Linked DNA regions of Ovis aries: region 2 is linked to region 1. Evidence: chromatin contacts called from public Hi-C data. All regions are on one chromosome and are shown on one strand. Each heading gives the region's core, a stretch centred on a gene start, on an enhancer-like site or on the middle of the called end of the contact. The rest is flanking DNA. Distances are from core to core; before and after follow the strand shown.

Evidence for each region. A called contact is a pair of places that touch in the nucleus more often than the background predicts.
Region 2: a Hi-C map of skin fibroblasts shows a contact between it and region 1, with 4 times the contacts expected there. The contact joins the promoter of PRKCE here to the enhancer-like site in region 1. A contact is called at or near these places in 14 of 16 Hi-C or Micro-C datasets (blood, hypothalamus, liver and 7 more).

What each region holds. Positions count from the first base shown.
Region 1 is chr3:78,567,070-78,572,957 of ARS-UI_Ramb_v3.0, forward strand. The region is part of intron 2 of PRKCE (protein kinase C epsilon); the gene reads right to left. Among named protein-coding and RNA genes, the nearest start is that of PRKCE, 130 kb to the right of the region's middle. Within about 2 kb of position 3,537, at least 6 of the 54 cell types and tissues checked have an H3K27ac peak or open chromatin away from gene starts, as enhancers often do.
Region 2 is chr3:78,692,613-78,698,500 of ARS-UI_Ramb_v3.0, forward strand. It overlaps PRKCE (protein kinase C epsilon), which reads right to left and starts at 3,286. Exons shown (of 17, transcript XM_060412211.1): 1 at 3,152-3,286; 2 at 1,544-2,086. The coding sequence starts at 1,891.

The DNA of each region.
Region 1 (5,888 bases), core at 2,287-4,786:
TATATTTACATTTCTGATTTGTGGATCTATCACATTAGTTATTTTATATGAGTAGAATAGAAACTTCTTGAGTGAGAAGAATGACTTCACTTCTCACTGTATCTTTCTCAGCCCCTAACATGATCTAGATGGTGAGTCCTTCTGAAATAGACAGGTGCACGACACAGCATGCTCATCCTGGATGGCTTTCAAACCTTTCCCAAGTTGGCTTTCAAAAGCTCAGAACCCCAGCCTGGAGGACTGGGGAGGAGACCGCAGGGGGACAAGAATGCAAGTCACAAGTCACAAGCTGGTCTAGATCACACTTCCCTGAAGCTTCCTTCAGGGAACCTACAATCAAGCTCCGCTGGAGAGGAGAGGGCTGCAGTGGTGCCCAGGCCCTAGAAATCAGCCACCAATGTGCTCTTCAGTGAGCAGCCAAACTCTGCCATTGCTTTTTTGCAACCTGCTGGCTTGCTTTTAGCTGACTCATGGCCAAGCACTAGGACCTGATGACCGAGGTCTGCATGATGACCAGGACTACATATGGATATAGTCCTGGCTACCCACAACCCCACAAGAAAGGAAGAGCAAGACAGGGAGCAGTTCACAGGATATTGGGGGAGAGGGGCAGGACCCAGAGAGGTGGGCTCAGCATCAAGCCTGATTCTCTGCACAGCTGGCAGGAACATGAGGCCCAGACAGCTAGATTATCAGTGCTGCTTTCTCCAGGAAAGAAGAGGAAAGAGGCTCTGAGGCAGACAGAGCTGAGGTTAAACAGTGAGTAGCTGTGGCCATGGGCACATTTTTTATCTTCTGTGAGTGTCACTGTCCTCCTGGAAGAGATGTGCAGATTTGTGAGATAATATATACACAGTACCTGGCAGATAATAACATACGCAGTACCTGGCACATGTCTCATGCATGGTACATGTTGGTGCTCTTCTGCCTTCTATGCCTAGGTTGAGTTTTTATTTATCCCCCCAAAATAGAATTGTTCTAATACAAAACACTTGGGGAATCCTTATCTTGGGAGTAAAACACCAGTTTTACTGGTGAGGTTTACTCTAGTCATGAGCTCCAGACTAACCTGATATGTGATTTCATTCATCATCAAATATTTATTAAAGTGCCTACTATGTGCCAGGTACTGTTCTAGATGATTAAGATCTATCAGTGAATACAAGACGGAAAGAAGTCATTGCTCTTGGGAAGTCTACATATTAACAGTAAAGAAAGTAAACTGCATGACATTTTAGAATGAAATAAGTACTCTGGACCAAAAAATTTTAAAAAAGGCAGGATAAGTGGGATCAGGGTGGAGAAGAAGGCAGCAGTTTTAAGTTGGGTATTCAGGATTGCCCCCATTTTGCCCAGTTATTGGAGCCAAGAATTGAAAGGAGAGGTTCTGATAACAGAAATGATCCAGGCATAGTGATGGCCAGTGCAAACAGGAAAGGTCTGTTCTAGGACCAGCACAAAGGCCAGTAGAATGAGTCGGGAGAGAAAAGTATAAAATGAAACCAGAGGGGTAGGGGTAAGCTATCTACAGAACATGCAGAGACTCACAGGCTGTTAGAAGGACTGGGGTTTTCACCCATGATGAAGACCCATCCTGGAATTCCAAGCAGAGGAATAACATAATGTGAAGACCATGTGGGCTGGAACAGCAAGGGTAGATGCAGAGATATCAGTGAAGAGGCCACTCGGATCGATGACCTTGGCAGGAGATGGCGGGGGCTCAGAACAGGGGGTGGAAATGCAAAAGAGGGGTCAGATCCTGGATTTTTTTCCTTCTTTGACCTTGAATTTTCCATTCTGAAAGAGTCTCAGCATCCCCTTTCCATATTCCAGGGAAGTATAAAAATAAGTAGAAAACAATAACTATCTGGAAATGTTTCAGTTCAGTTCGGTTCAGTCGCTCAGTCGTGTCCGACTCTTTGCGACCCCATGGATCACAGCATGCCAGGCCTCCCTGTCCATCACCAACTCCCAGAGTTCACTCAGACTCATAGGGCTACTTCAATTTAAAATGCCCCTGGAACCTCACGGTGGGAAGAGCAAATTCTTGCTGGTAGAAGGATTTCAGGAGCCTCAAATGTACTCCATGAAGCATGAGGCTGAGGATGGGTGGGGAGGGGGTTCCTCAAGGAGTCTATCCTTCCATGTGTCTGCCCTCACACACACACACACATACACACTCACAGGGTAGGCAGATAAAATCTCTGAAGCAAGTCAGGAAACCAGCTAGGATGCTTTTTAACCATGTGACCATAAGCAAATTATTTAAAGTCCACAAGACTTAGTTCCTCCCGAGCAAACAGAGCAAACGGGATAAACCAGGGACATATGAGGCTTAAGGGACAATGACAAGAACAGATGTGGTTTAGATGCCTGTCACAATGTCTGGCACATAGTACAGTCTTAATAAAGCTTAGTTCCTTCTTTACTGCTAATACCCCTTAGGGACCAATCCCACCTTGGGAAGAGAAAGGTGTGGATGTCCAGAATGCAGAAGAATCCACTGGTAAATAACTGAGAAGCATCTACACTGCTATTGTTATTTTACTATCCTGTTTACCATGAATAAAAACAACTTCCTTCACCACACCCTGCTGGGACCATGTCGCTGTGCTTCCTCAGTTCAGCATGATACCCTGGACTCAGGGACAGCCTTCAGAATGGGAGGAGCAAGGCTGCTGCTCAGAGGCACATGGGGAAGAGTGTACTGGCTTGGCCCTCCAGGAATGGGTCAAAGTCAGGGTAACCAGACCTTTCAGGTTGGATCATCTGTCAGCAGGCAAAGATGGAGAGAAGATGGTCCCAGACGCCAAGGCCTGTCTGTCTCCCAAGACCTGTGGCTCCAGAACAATTCTGGGATAGAACACCACTCTTCCCTTTGCCCTGCTCTGGAGGGTCACACAAGAACACACACCTGACTCCTAACATCGACTGTTTCCAAGGCAGAATACCGCGTGCTTGGATATCTTGGAAAAAAACACAGGAGAGATGGGAAGGAAAGGGATTCAGTGAAAAGAGAAAACGCAGCACTCAGCCTCTAAATCTGAGGTTGCCTTGGTAGCCCTGCTGGGATCCTGCCCAGTTCTGTGTTCATAACTCAAGTTCAACACGTATTCAGAAAGGCCCTTCACAAGCACAAGGCTGGAAGCCGCCGGTGGCAGGGTGAGCCACCCTGCCAGGCCAGCATCAAATCACCTTCCAAAAGGTTGAGAAGCAGCTGCTGAGAGAGGGGAGGCCTGGAGGTGGTGAGTCAGTCACAGGCCTGGACCAGCAGGGCTGGCCCTGGAGCTCCAAGGCTGACACAACCCTGACTTTTTCCAGTTCCCTGCTCCTCTGAGAGAGGTCTCACCAACTGAGACAGCACAGGGGGCCCCCAGATGAGCAGCAGCAGCAGGAGGGGAGGGCTGGGGGCCCAGCAGGGAGTTTCTATTTCTAACCTGATGTGGCAGTCAGCAGCAGCTGCAGCTGACAGCAGCAGACAGCTCTGACTGGTGAGGAGCACTCCCAGAGGGGATGGTACTAAGGACCAGCCTGAAAGGTGCGGGGGGAGTGCCTCACTGTACTTCCGCCCCAGTGCACTTTCTCTACAGATGGGTGGCTCTGGGTCAGGGAGTGCTCCCAGCAGGGCAGGAGTGCTCAGGGCAATGAGGGGAGAAAGAACTGCTATGGAGCAAAAAGGGGCTCAGCAACTTGGGTCTTCTCATCATTTCAGAAGCACCATCACTCCTAAGGCCATTTGCCTTTGCCTACTTGAGGACATCCTTCCCTAAAAATTCTAGAATTATGGTGCCCAGAGGAGCCCAAGCAATGAGCTCATTCAAATTCTTACCTTGAGAAAAAAGAGAGGCCTGGGCTAACAGATAAGGAGGTGGTGTGCCCTAATCATTAGGGCAGCACCTCTGGAGTCATGGCCAACTCTGCCTCCCAGTGCCTATGAGTTCCATGAGCTTCCATTTCCTCATTTGGAGGAGGAGGGTGATGACAGCACCCCCTTCCCACAGCCACTAGGAAGATCAACTGAGTCGTGTCTGTGATGTACTACACAGTCTGGGCACAGGAGTAGTGACTATTGCTACTTTCATCGTTGTCATCTTCAGCCAAGCCACACAGCTGCCTAGGAGCAAACCTAGATCTGGGTCTCCCTTGCCCACCACTCCCACCTCACCCCATGCTCCTGCAACCCTTTTCCTGGGAGCATCCTGGGGACAGTGACACAGCCTCTCTGCCTGGTTCATCCACCAGTGGGCAGCACTGGAGGGCTGTGGGTCACAGGAGCTAAGGTAGTTTCTTGGACTTTGATAGCCTGGAAAGGAAACCCCTTCCAGGGGCCAGGCAACCAATACCCAAGGAAGCCTGAGACAGAAGAGCCAGGGGAGACCACTGGGCAGGGCTTTTGCCTTCCCAGGAATGACAAAGCTCCGTGTTTCTAGAAAGCCTTGGTATTCAGCCCAGACATCATATCAGCCACCTGCCATCACCACCCAAATTGAAACAAGCTTGATTCTCAACACCCAACAAATAGGGCACCCAGCAGGCTGTCACAGGTGCAGAGGGCCATCTTGGTGTGGCCCCAGCACTGCCCACTTTACATTTCTCCAGTGCCTTTCCCTGTGAGGACAGGAGAAAGCCCATTCTCCAGCTCAAGCTCCTGCCCCTGAGACACCCTCCCTGGTGGCCTTTCCCATTCAGAGTCTGTTCCTCAAAACCCACAGCTTGGGCCTGAATGGAGCTGACCACACAGCAGATGCTCAAATCACGTTTCCTTATCAACAACCTTTGGCTCCATCACTTAGCGCTTTGGGGCATGTTGGTCCAGCACAGGCTGCAAGCTCCTTGAAGGAACAGCCTGTCTCTCCTCTATCGCAAGTGTCCCAGATGGCCCAGGGCTAGGCCAGGTGACCAGAAGATAGTCAATAAGCGTTTTTAAAAAACCGATAAGTGGAAATGGTCAAGAAACAATTGGGCAAGTGAACAAAATCTGCATTTACTGGGAGATGAGTCTACTGCATTTCCTCCTTACTGTGACCCTTGGAGGCAGACAGGGGAACATCACTCACTAAGTTAAGAGTCCTAACAGGCTCCCGGTTCCACCAGCTCCCTTTTCTCTTTCCCATAAGTCTCTTTGTTTCCCTTTCTCCTTCAGTTACTTTTACTGCCCTGGCTTTTCTTTTGCACTCCAGCTTTAAGAAAAGCTCTAACTTAGGCACCAGCATGTCTGGGAGCTAATTCTGACTCTACTGCTTTACCTGGTTGAAGAAGTCACTCAGTCTCTCTGGGCCTCAGTTTCCTCCTCTGTCAAATGGAAACACATTTCCAAGAACAGTTGGGAGAATGAAATGAGACAAGGAGGGATTGCCCTCCCTTCCTGCCCTCTCTGGCCTTTTACAGCACGCTTTCAGAGATGAGGGAGCAGTGGTTGGCCCCTCAAGGCAATGACCGAGCATCCCAGTCAGGCAGCTGGAATTTTATACATGTGGTTCCAGCGCCACTCTCTTCCTCTCCACCCCCAGCAGCCTGTGTAAGATCTGAGACTCGTAGGAAGGTTTCCAGCAAGGGCAGAAGTAGGCTGGGGGCATCCAGAGAGGAAGGGACACAGCCTGCCTGTTCCTGGTGGTGGGCAGCTCCCCCCACACACCCATTTCCAGAATCACCCCAATAGGACCACCCCACTTCCTTTGTGTCTCAGGCAAGTGCAAAACCGGAACAAAAGTTCTGAGAAAAGACAAAGGAGGAGGAAGAGGAAGATGGCCAGGATTCAGTCCATGTCACAAAGGGCAGCTCGCACAAGGAGGAGAAACCTGGGCGGCAGAGCACACACAGCAGCATCGTGCCTGTGTCTCAGAGGAGCTGGCAGCTGCAGGGAGAGGTCAGCCTGGGGCCGGCAGGTT
Region 2 (5,888 bases), core at 2,036-4,535, 130 kb after region 1:
TGCTGTTAAGATCTGGCTTTGAAATTAGTTATCCCTTCAGCTCCCCCTCTGAGATGCACCACTTTCATGAGTGAAAGGACTGAAGGCCGGTGGACAGGAAATGGGAAATGAGTGGGAACTCCGGTGGTGGGAGGGGAGCAGTGGCCAGGGCCATTGGTGAACTGGAATGGAAAGGAATGACACTGTGTTCTTTGGGATTCCATAAAGGTTTGCCTGCTTCCCAAAGTATAAGCCACAAATCTCCCACGGTTGTACTTGGTGTGGTTTGTTGGAGCTTCCTTGTAAGCCCTGTAACCATGGTTTCGGGCAGACTACATCACAGCCAGGAGCATCAAGGGAAGACGAAAAGCTTTTTCCTATTTTCCCCTAAAATTCCATCTTCTTAAAAAAAGTGTGTGTATATATACATATGTGTGGGTAGGTATATATATATGTATGTATGTATGTACGCATTTATATGTAAGGTGATATGCCAAGGTGATTCATGTGCAACCTTCGACCATAGGACATCATGAAGTTATTTGTTTTCAATAATTAAACATCTCTCCAGGAGGATCAGGTATTCTCTGTGTAGACCAAAGAACCCTAAAACCATATACACCCAGAGTCACATCTGCTCTCCCTGGAAACATGTAACAAATATAAAAATAAAGAAAACCATTTCCTAATTTAACACCTTCCCTCTAAAACAAGGTTGCTTCTCCCTGCGTCTCTGAGTGCCAAGGCTGAATGCATTTGGTTTAGAGTGTGTGCAGAAGGCCTATTACCAAGTCCCTAATATTTTGACAGTGTAATCAATTAACTTGGTCTCAAAAATAGTATCTCATTGCACAGTGTCTTGAAAATCAAAACAGGGAAACATGTAACTTTAAGTCGGATTCAAAGCACTGACTGCCAATTAATCACAAGCAGAACCGTTTGTAGAATACAGCGCTAGTTCCGGATGGATGGACAATGCATTGGGCAAAACTAGCTCGGCCCATGTTTCTGGGACCCTGGAGGGGACTAGAGGTGAAGAAATTTTTCTCCCCGCATGTCAGAAGATGAGCTAACTGCCAGACAACAGAATAGAAATGAGCCAGCTTCATCCCGGAGGGAAAAATAAAACAGCTCCTCACTCGGCTACTCAGGACAAAGCCAGGACGTGCAAGAAGCCTTCAGTGTAGGGTTCCACGTGCCTCTCCAAGGACCGAGGAACCCACCCACACACAACCAGCCCACCACGCGCCTGGCGGAAGGAGCCGGCTTCTCCGCCAACCTTCAGCACCGGCAGTTTGGGGTTCCCAGCTTTCGAGGTCCCTGTAGCGCCGGCTGTCTGGATAGGGCAGAGGACCTTACCCTCTTCCCAAGACTCATCTTCCATGCCCCAGTGGCTACTTCTCCCCAACTACTAAGTGGAATGTGCTTCCCCAAGGTAATTGAGACACACACACAGCCGCCAAATGGCACTAAATCCCTGAGCCCCACGACCAAAGCCAAGGTCGTGAGTTCTGCCCCTGGAACCCGAAAGCCTAGTTGCTGGACCAGGAGGCGCCCAACTCACCCAGTCCTCGAAGTGACGGCTCCCGTTCTGCAGCAGCTCCTCAAACTGGATGGTGCAGTTGGCCACGAAGTCATCGTAGCCGATGGGGGCATCGTGGAAGACAGCCAACTCGATCTTGCGCCCGTTGCACACATCAGTGACGAACTCATCGTGCCAGGCCGGGCTGTTGGTCTTCTGCTTGGTGGCCGTTTGGCCGATGCGCGAGTCGTCCACGTTGAGGGCGATGTAGGGGTCGAGAAGGAAAGTCTGCGGCCGGGGTCCCACCGCATGGCGCAGCGACCAGGCTGTGGGCTTCAAGCTCACGGCCTCGCAGATTTTGATCTTAAGAAGGCCATTGAACACTACCATGGTCGGGGCGGGGAGTGGGGGCCGGGGTCACTCCGTCCGCCCAGAGGGCAGGAACGAAGAACCGACGCCGCGGCGCTCCGAGCACGGGACTCTTGGGTCCCCTCTCGCCCCACCCCACACTCTCCCTACACCTTGTAGCGTTGCGCCCTGGCGCGGGCGATTCTCAGCCAGTGCATGTATTTCCTCGCCGGGTTCCTAACGGAAAACAGGGAGGGGGGAGAGCTGGGGGACGTCCGTGTTTGGAGAAGTCTCTCCCCCCCCACCACCACCAGCAGCACCTCCAGAAGAGGAGACGAGCTGTCGGCTCCGCTGCAAAAGCCGCGGGGGCTGTCTCGTCGCCTCGCTGGCTCTCGGGGTCGGGGCTGCGGGGAAGTGGGCGCCGCGCCGGGCGCTTACCTACCTTTCCGAAACATAATCCCCGGGAAATTTCGACTCCAGGAGGGGGAGGGGGCGGTGAGACGGGGCGGGGACCAGAACGGGGGCGCAGATTTCCACCCGGATCCTCTTCGCACACCCAGCGCCTGCCTCTGACCGCGCGGGGCGGGGGATGGACCCAGGGATGTGCAGTCTACCCGGAGGGATGCATGTCCAGAGGAAATGGTCCTCCTCGGAGCCAAATTTAAAAAAAAAAAAAAATCCACAAGCCACACGGCCAGCCCGGCCGCCTCCTCCTGGGCGAAGCCGCGCCGCGCCGCAGTCGGCGATCGGGAGGCGCCAGGATTCGGGAATCTCACATCCGCGCGGGCTCGAGAGTCGGGGTGGCCGCGGCTCCGGCTGGGGCGCAGGCCGGCACCGGGCGGTGCGCAGCGCGGCGGGGCCGGGACTGCGACTCGGCGCGGCCCCACCTCCCGGGCGCCGGCGCCCGCCCGCCGCGCTCCCCGCGTCCCGGCTTTCAGCTGCCGCTCGTTCGCTGCCCGCCCGCTCTCCCCCTCGGTCTCTTCTCCCTCCGTCGGTGTGCGAGCGAGTCTCCCTCCCTCTAATGCAGGAAATGCGCAAAAGACGTCAGTGTGTATGTGTGTGTGTGTGAGTGTGTGTGTGTGCACGCGCGCGCGCGCGCGCCCTGGTGTTTGGGGAAATAGAAAGTTTTGCCGGTTGGGGGAGCAATACGGGAAAAGTGAGCCCAGCAGAGGACTGTCGAGAACTGGCGAGGCTTTCGGGGTCGCGGCGGCCGGCGGGGGAGCGGGACTGGGACCCCGCGCGGGACCCGGGGGAGTGGCGGCCTTGGGGGCAGGGGGATGCGAGCCCGCTGGCTGTGGATACCTGGTCTGTGGTCTCCCGCAGGAGACTAGAGGGCCACGCATCTTTCCAGGCTCTGCGGCCAGCACTGTCTTTTACAGCCGGGGGTGGAGAGGTGGCAGGGGTCGCGCTGCTGCAGAGGACTCGAGACCCTCCCGCGGCCCCACCCCTACTCTGGCCGTGGCTGGCCGGGGCAGCCTGCGGAGTATTGGTCGGTCTGTCTGTCACTCTGTCCGGAGACGCTCCGCTCCGCGGTGGTGGGGGAAGGGGGGAAGGGAGGGGCGTGCAAGGCTCTGTGTGAGTTCTAAAACACTACTCTCTCTTCCCTTTCTTTGGGGGCACTCTCCCTTTTGGGGGTCTGTCCCAAACTCGGGCTGCTAGAACTTGTTGGCAAGCGAAAGCTTAGTAACACCCCGGCTCGGTTCGTGTGTTTGTTTATATTTTACAAAGTGACTTCATATTTACTCTAGACCTAGCCTGTGCCCTTTGCGGGGGACAGGGTTCTGATCAGCGCGCTGACAGCGGCCGTCCCAGCTGCGCGAAAACGGGGCGCGTCCTCCGGCGGGGACTGGGGGTTGTGGGCTGTGTCCGTGTTAATTTCCTCCGTAACCTTTAAACTCTTGCTGGAAGCCGCGGCAGCAGCTGATCACGTGAGGCGGGCCCTGGGCTGCTGGGGAAGAATTTCCTCCGCGGGGAGCCGGGGACGGGGAAGGCGGCCGGGCGAGGGACGGCCTGGCGCTTGGGGACGCGAACCTGGGAGGGCGGGGCGGAGAGCGCGGAGGTCCGGGGCGCGGCCCTGCCTGGAACTGCAGGAGGACAGCCCTGGAAAGAGGTCGTCTCCGCAACCTGCGAGCCGGGGGGCGGGGGGTGGGGGGGAGGGTGTTTTGCAAACGGAAAAAGAAAACCTCGGCCCTCGCCCGCGTGCCAAGTCAAGTCAGGGAGTTTGTAGGAATCGTGGTAAGCTGTGTTTATCTTTCGACTCTGGTTAGCCCAAGTTTAAAACCCACCTCTCGATCACTTTTTCTCAGTGGGAAAAAAAAAAAAAAAAAGGAAAGTTATTGTCTGTGGCTTAGAGGCTTACAAAGGCTTAAAGGCGCAGAAGGAGACAGACCCCTGGAACGACAGGGTACCAAGTGCCGCACACAGGTTGCAAAAATGATCAGAAAAGTCCCGGGCAGATCCTCTCCGAGGGCCTGCAGCTACTGCTCTTTCTCGAGCTTACCAGTAATTCCTCGCAGCCCTCCAAGTTAGATGGAGCAGCAGGGTAGAGAGAGCTAGCATACAATCAGAGACAGAAGAGTTCCCTTGGAAAAAGTCAGGATGTAAAAGTTTTGCCTTCCAGGGCCACTCCCACCAGCTGGAGGCATATTTTAAAAATTGTCAGTTTGACAAAGCACAGGTGGGATATCTCATCGCTGTTAACTTCTTTGATCATCAGAACTTTTTCCTCCTGGCTTCTTACTACCACCATTCTATTCTTATTAAGCATGTTTCCCCCTTCAGGGGCCATGTGATGGGCTTGATCTACAAATGCATTTGGAAGGCGAGCAAGAGTTAGAGATTCATAAGATGCCTGACAAAAGAGGCAAAATTGAAGGGCTACCAACAAACTGGCCATCAAGATAAATAATATTTTAATATGATATTTTGAAAAAATAAAAATGAATGTAGAGTTCCGAGATGAACCCAATATCCACATTTTAAAATAGCTTTAGATATTACGTTAAAATAGTATTTGTATTGCTGAGTTTCTGGGCACCCCTGAAATTTTGTGCCTGAGAAGAGGGCTTCCTTTGCCTTGCCCCAGCCCCAGCTTTGTGAGACACTAGAGAACGGCATAGATTTCATGAAGGAGGAATTCTTGAGTGTTTCATACCTTTTCTCTGCTCTTTTCTGATTGAGTCCTATCTTACCAGCAAACAGACAAGTACAAGGATTGAAGACAGTGGTCAAAATCCTTCCTCCTCAATGCTTGTAACAGGAAATATATTTAGAATTAAAGACACACTAAATTTGAACTTTTAGCATCTTCTTATGTTCCCCTCCTCCTCCCCAGGCAAGAACCCCAGTGTTATTAAATAGGCCTGTTGCTGTCTCAGGGACTAGGCATTCATAAAACCAATAACCTACAAGCTTCTAATACCATTTCCCTGGACCGGGGTAGGGATACAGAAAGACTGCATCTGCCTCTTAACAGACTGCTTGTAGCACCATGTGAATAAATCGAATAAATCGTACTGCAATCCTCAGATGTGACCAACCCCAGGGCGACCTTTCCTTTCAATTGCAAGTCTTTCTGCCTGGGGGTGGAGGAAGGTAGGGTAACTCAAAGACTTGGCCAAACAAACTTTCTGTTTTCTGTTGGAAGAATATTTAAATAAAAAGGGAGAATATTGGTTGTCTATAGAAAACCATTGCTAATTTCCTGACAATTATTACATGCTTATTTCTAAATCAATCTCTCACCATTCTCCTCTCAAACTTGGCTAAATGAAAATATATATCCTCTAGGGGCACCATGGAAATGCCAGATGTGAGTCTGTTTAGGGGAAAACCTTTAAATTTACCTGCGGGTGGGCGGTTGGATCTAAAATAACCCACTGCTCCAGATTTCATATGAAAAGAAAAACAAGCCCTTGCAGGGCAAAGGTTTTAGAATGTAAAATTCCAATCAATAATTACTGCCTACTTCAATCCTTCTGTTGGCCTCTGTATAGTCCTGAAAGACAGGACAGCCCTGGCTGTAGCCATGAGTAAAAAA